Regions from separate parts of the Mus musculus genome. Here region 2 is linked to region 1. The links are chromatin contacts, called in public Hi-C maps. All regions are on one chromosome and are shown on one strand. Each heading gives the region's core, a stretch centred on a gene start, on an enhancer-like site or on the middle of the called end of the contact. The rest is flanking DNA. Distances are from core to core; before and after follow the strand shown. Region 1 holds the start of Dnm3 (dynamin 3). Region 2 holds the start of Vamp4 (vesicle-associated membrane protein 4).

Region 1 (3,124 bases), core at 396-2,895:
CACCGTTTTCATTGCTGCACCTTCTACCTGGTTTACTACTGGGAAACAGATTCCAGCCTTCAGGATGCACTCCTCACACAAGGCCATTAAGGTAACTCAATCCTTCCTGAATTGTTTGCTGGAAAAAACGTTGATTTCTGACTCAAAACAATAACAACTCTTTGTTGTTGTTTAAAATTGTGAGACATGAAGCTATAACTACAATTTGAATTCTGGATGTTATCTTGAAGACCCGCTGGATAAACAAGAGCTTAAGGAATGCAAGAGGATTGGTGGGGGGCGGGAGGGGGGAGGCGGCGCATGGCATAGAAAGAGTGCAAGAGAGATGCTGGTCAGTTCTGAGATGGTGCAGGAATGACAAGGCACCTGAACATCGCAAGTCCACGGTCATCCCTGGAGGTCTCGGGTTTTCAGTCATGCCTGAGCAGTGAATGGGTGCACACTCATAAACACACCACCGTTTATTCTTCAGCTCCCAAGGCGAATGGTAGGCAAGCATCTCCCCGTAAGCCTTCACCACAGGGATTTCGGGGTTCACACACCCCGCCTCCCCTGCTCGGGGCAGGCGATGACTGTTTCAAACAGTGTAAGCCTTCACCACAGGGATTTCGGGGTTCACACACCCCGCCTCCCCTGCTCGGGCAGGCGATGACTGTTTCAAACAGTGTAAGCCTTCACCACAGGGATTTCGGGGTTCACACACCCCGCCTCCCCTGCTCGGGCAGGCGATGACTGTTTCAAACAGTAAACAGCTGAGATGAGAGTCAGGGACAGGGGATGGGGGGCCGGGGCGGCGGGGGGGTGGGGTGGGGGAGAGGGGGGTGTGGACGAAGAAGGAGGGGTACATCCCGGCTGAGAGCTTCCAGGAGAGTGACAGGGAAAGGAGAGGGGTGTTGAGAAAGAGAACTGGCGACTGGAAAGCACCAGGCTGCGCTTCCAGGCTGCCAGGGGCTGGCGCGCACCAAGCCAGCGAGGGAAGTGGATCCCAGGGCGTACCCCGACTCCCCCACCGAGGGTGGGGAGGAAATGGCTTTGTATGGCAGGATGAAAGGCAGACAGGGGGTCACCACCGGGTAGAGAATGCTGGGGCGAAGGATGCTCAGAGCAAGGAGGACCCCGCCCGCTCTAGAAACACTAGTGCTCTGCCTCCAATCCGCTGCAGCCTCTAGTCCACCCTCGGGGCTCCCCACACCGTTCCATGTTCCAACGGCCTGAAGCACGGGGCTCCCCCCACCCCCACGGACGCGCCCCCACCGCGCTCCCGGTGCGCTCACCTGCCCACGAAATTCTCGAGCACTGAGCTCTTGCCGGCGCTCTGGCCGCCCACCACGGCGATCTGTGGCAGCTCTAGCAGACAGCTCTGTCCCAGAGCCGAGAAAGCGTCCTGCAGACGGTTCACCAGAGGGATCAGCTCTTCCATCTCCCGGTTCCCCATCTTGCCTGTGCGGCCAACTGCCCCACAGGTCCCTGTTCGACTGTGTGACCTGGCAGGCAGCCCAGGCCTCGAAGCACTTGTCCCGGTTGTCGCTGTGCGGGGCTCACACGGCGGAGTCCCTGCACCGATGTCCGATCCCTGCCTCCCACTGCTAGGATCCTGACAGCTCACAGCCCACGACGCGCTTGCGCAGCCCAGAGAGGCGAAGGAGGCGTGGCCTGGTCCTGAGACGGTCACGCCCACACCACGCCTCTCGCCCTGCTTCTCCCTAGAGTTTCCAATCCTACTGGCCTACGGTTGGACTGCCTCCCAGCTTCAGTCAGATGCCACTGCCCAGGCTAAAGGGCAGAGTACTGCACTTGGTCAAGGAAAAGCCTAAAATCACACCCAACAGGAATTGTTGTTCCTTTTGAAGGAGCTAAACCACACAGACGAAGCCTAGAGGAAAGCACTACCATCTACCATCAGCTAACAGCACGTTGACATCAGCTTCACCATGCACCACCACCACTGTACGCACCAGAATACATTTCCCAAAAGGAAATCTCACATTTCACCCCCTACTCCAAAACCCCAGATTGCTGTGGGATGCAGAGATAAACTGGCCTTTTAGAGTCAATCCCCATTAGAAAACTGGGTTACCTGACCTTATTGAAGTACTCATCATTACCAGCCTGTCCTACTCTACCTTCTGTAAGCTAAAGTGTAGTTCCTTGAACCTTTCTGTTCCCTACTCCTACCATACTCATTCTGGCTTTTAGAATTCCTTGCCTGAGCTAACTGTCCTTTTAGCTCCTGGTCAGGACAAAGAGATTGGCTGTTGAGTCCATTGTAACCACGCAGTCTGCACTCGATCCGTTAAATTTAGCACACTGAGAAGAGTCTGTGCCCGGAGATGGAGACACGAAGATAAATGGCCATGGTTCTTCACCTCCTTATCGTGGTCCTGTTTCCTGTGCATTTTGAATACTGATACCTCTCAGGATTTAGTGCGCAATATTTACTTGTCCTGCACATCTTCCATCTGATGATTGCCCAATGGCTTTAAGTAACCTAAAGACTAGAGACTACATAGGAAAATGTGTTGCATCTCTAGCACCCTGGGGTCTTCACTGTCACTTAGGCATCACCATTGCACTATTGCCCTTCTAGGACAACAGTGAACCAAGTCTGAGCCTGCCCCACGTTTCCTAGGCTCGGTGGCTCTCTGGATATGCTATATGATAGCTGAGTCAGTCTTTCACTTTTCATGCCTGCAAAACCAGTACCACATGGAGTACAGAGCCATGCTTTGCTGCCGGTTTGGGATGGAAACTTTGGACCACTATTGCAGCAACCTCTACGCACTGACCCTGAGGAGCTGGTGGCAGGGACGTCTGTGGCAGAAGAGGGTGGAGGCTGGTCATATTGCATCTATAGTCAGAAGGCAGAGTTAAACGGATGCTGATCATCAGCTACCTTTGTCCTTCCTAGGCAGTCAGAAATCTCAGAAATCCCAACACGTGGAGTAGTCCCACCTTAACTAACCTAGCTAAAGACACGCCCAGAGGTTTGTTTCCATGGTGATTCTAGATCCTTCCAAGGTCAATGTATTTGATATAAAGAAATGATTATGGTTAAATAAAGTCATAATGGTGGAACTCTAGTTTGAAAGAGCTAGTGTTCCTGTAATAAAAGACACCAGAGACC
Region 2 (3,124 bases), core at 171-2,670, 92 kb after region 1:
TCCCACATTACTAAAGAAGAGTGGGGGCATATGTTCCTGGCCCAAAAGCAATCAAAATAAGTAGCCAAATTAAGGCATTATGACTAAATACAAAGAAAAATAACAGATTACTCATAAGAATAATAAGGCATGTATGAATGACATGTCCATTGTAGCTCTACTATCGTATTTCCTTATGCTGTTAACAGACAAGGACATTAACTAGCTAAGGAAACAAGGCAAGGAAGTTCGGCATAGTAAGCAAATATACGGATAAAATCATCAACTGAAGGGGCTGGAGAGACGGCTCAGTGAGAAAAGGCACTTATCCTTCTTGTTAACGACCCAGGTTCAATTCCTAGCACCCACATGGCAGCTTGCAACAGCCTGTAACTCCAGTCCCAGGGGATTTGAAGTCCTCATCTGATCTTTAAGAGCATCAGGCATACACATAGTAGTGTATGCACATATATGCATGCAGCCAAAAACACCCATACACATAATAAATCTTTTAAAAACATTAAATAAATAGAAACAAACAAACAAAAGACCACCTCTGGGCTGTCTAGTGACTCCGTGATAATCTCACTACCATGCCCTGCCAGAGACACAGACTAAGATACCTTCTATCTGGGCAGGCCATTTCAGTCCAAGTCAGCCAAGTTGTGAGGAGAAAACTCTCAACCAGTGAGCCCAACAGCAACCCTAACTAAAGATCGGGTGAAAGAGGGCTTTCTCCTGGAATTTTCCTCCTCCGGTTTGTTTTCTTGTCCCTGAGCATCTTTTCTTATTTTTGTGTCTATCAAATAACTGGCAATATATTTCCCCACAGTTTAAAAACTCTTAACAAAGGACTAATAACCATTAAGCTTAAAAGACTTGGAGGAGGATAAATTAAAAAAAAAAAGAAAAGAAATACACATTTCTACAGTTTTGGACTAAGTCTATCAACGCCAGACTTCTTTAAATAAATATGTCAAGCAGAGACTGTAAAGGAGATGAATTATTGGCAGAATGGCAATGTAAGGGTGGTTTCCCGCCTGAATCCCTATGTTTGGATCCTGCCATTTAGGCTACAAGCAAAAGGAATGAAACTGAGTAACCCTCAGCAATTTTGTAAATGGTATCAGACAGATATTTTATCACATGCGGCCCCTTTTACTCAGGTCCCTCAGACAGCCCGCAAAGTAGCATCTTCTACGGGACCTACATCCTAGTCACCCTTTCAGCTCCAGTTGAAAGACTTCTCAGCGTTCCCTACTCATCCCATGTACAACCCACGTGCTCCTCCATCGGATCTGAACGTCACAACCCCGGGGGATTCTCCCGGGTTCAAGAAAGACGGAAGCGATCGACCCGCTCAGGGTCTCCATTGCCTGAACATGTCCCCTCCGCCAGAAGACAAGACCCGGAGCGCCGAGACGCTCGATCTCCGTTGCCTGAGCCTGCCCCCTTGCGCCCTCTCCAGGACTCGGAGTACCGAGCGGCTCGATCTCCCTCGCCTGAGCCCGCCCCCTCTGCCCAGCGCCAGGCGGCGGAGCGCCGAGTCGCTCGATGAGCGGGGGCGCTGCAGCAGAGCGGAGCGGTGGCGGCTCTGCGCCTTCGGCCTTCCCCCTCCCACCCTTCTTCCTCCGCTTCCCGCTCCCTCCCCCGCCTGCCCTGCGCTGCCAGCAGGGACTGCTGCCGGGAGCCCATCGGAGACCGCAGGTATCCCGCCCCGGCGCGCCTGAGCAGGCAGGAAGCCAGGCGACGCCCCTGCCTACCGCCCCCAACGTCCGCTGGGGCTGGGAACCGGCCTGCGCGAGGGTCGGGTCGCGAGTGGGGAAGGCCGGGGGCCCGGGGTGTCCTGAGGAAGGGGCGCGAGGACTGGGGAGGGGCTGGGGCGGCCGAGGAGCTTTGAGATCGAGTTGCCCTCCAGGGGGAGAGCTGTTCCCGAGGGGGCACCTGTACGGGGAGTCGGGGGCCAGAGTTCCGAGCAGATGTCGGGGTGCGTGGCCTGGGGTGGCGGCGGCGAAGGGAGCCGAGGAATTGGCCAGAGAGGCTCGCCTGAGGTCCTTCCTCGGGGGTTCGGAGAAAGCGCGCATCCCCGCTGTGCTTAGAATGACCCGGGGGTGGAGGTGAATCCTTACACGTAACAGGTTTTGCGAGTAAGATTTCCAGTCACGATTTGCGTGGAACTGTTACCAGCCGAGACTGCAGATGAGAAATGAGGAAGAACTGGCGAGGGGGATGGAGGCTGAGCAAAGGAAAGCCGTGCCCAGCCAGATTCGAGCTTTTTTAGCGAAATGAAATAGAGCTTGTTTTGTCGAGGTAAAAAGCCAGTGTAGATTAAACAACAGGTTAGAAGTGCGTTACATGTAAAGCCACGGAATAGAGAACGTACTACAGAAGATGCATACGAGAGATTTGAGCAAGCGGGGAAGTACACGTAAGAGTCGTGCGATGTTGACACTTCAGTGAACCGTGTGGTGTTCCATCCACGACGTGGAAAGACATCACGATGACTCTTACTACGTAGACACGTTAACGACAAGAATATTTTTGGTAGGAGGAACTGTAGGCAGAATGGAGTCAACTCTGATTTCTGAGTACAGTTTATTTACGCTACTTATTTTTAATCTGTAAATATCATTAGTTGCGGGTAGTTCCAGGGTAGCTCGTTTATCTATCTGCTGATTTGCTGGTGGTTTGTTTATTTGTCTAGCCTGAGTTTGCTTCCTTCCTCAAACTGATAGCTTGGATTTTAGAACTTGAATAAGAGGTTTACTCCTCATTACGTTTTAGTGTCATACCGTGTAAAGACATTTTGTGAATTTGCTTGATCCCTCTCTCCTGTTGGCTAAGATCAGCTTTTGCTGTTAGCTAAGATCAATATCTGTTATCAGCCAGTTGTTTCTTTTGGGCTGTCAAGGATATAAATATATCGTCCAGATACAGTTTAAATCTCATTTTCTCCAGTTCTTGCCTTATCAACTTTTTCCCGGTGCATTCTGTAATATTTCTGCATGAAATTTATTCTGAGATTAAGATGTAAGGAATAAAATGGGCCAGATGATTCTAACGGAAGTAATGTGGAATAAAGACCCCCAGGGCTGTGACTCATGCATGGATGGATAGCAGCTATGTTATAAGTGAAGTTGTTAGT

Evidence for each region. A called contact is a pair of places that touch in the nucleus more often than the background predicts.
Region 2: a Hi-C map of cardiomyocytes shows a contact between it and region 1, with 12 times the contacts expected there. The contact joins the promoter of Vamp4 here to the promoter of Dnm3 in region 1. A contact is called at or near these places in 4 of 39 promoter capture datasets (cranial neural crest, embryonic stem cells and hippocampal neurons), 8 of 484 Hi-C or Micro-C datasets (the N1E-115 cell line, cardiomyocytes, embryonic stem cells and 3 more), 2 of 115 datasets of contacts at active chromatin or transcription factors (effector CD8 T cells and embryonic stem cells) and 2 of 9 other capture datasets (adipose tissue and pancreatic islet).

The regions. Positions count from the first base shown.
Region 1 is chr1:162,476,389-162,479,512 of GRCm38.p6, forward strand. It overlaps Dnm3 (dynamin 3), which reads right to left and starts at 1,646. Exons shown (of 21, transcript NM_001038619.2): 1 at 1,275-1,646. The coding sequence starts at 1,435. It overlaps Gm31985 (a long non-coding RNA gene), which reads left to right and starts at 278. Exons shown (of 3, transcript XR_373653.3): 1 at 278-487.
Region 2 is chr1:162,569,095-162,572,218 of GRCm38.p6, forward strand. It overlaps Vamp4 (vesicle-associated membrane protein 4), which reads left to right and starts at 1,421. Exons shown (of 8, transcript NM_001356527.1): 1 at 1,421-1,686.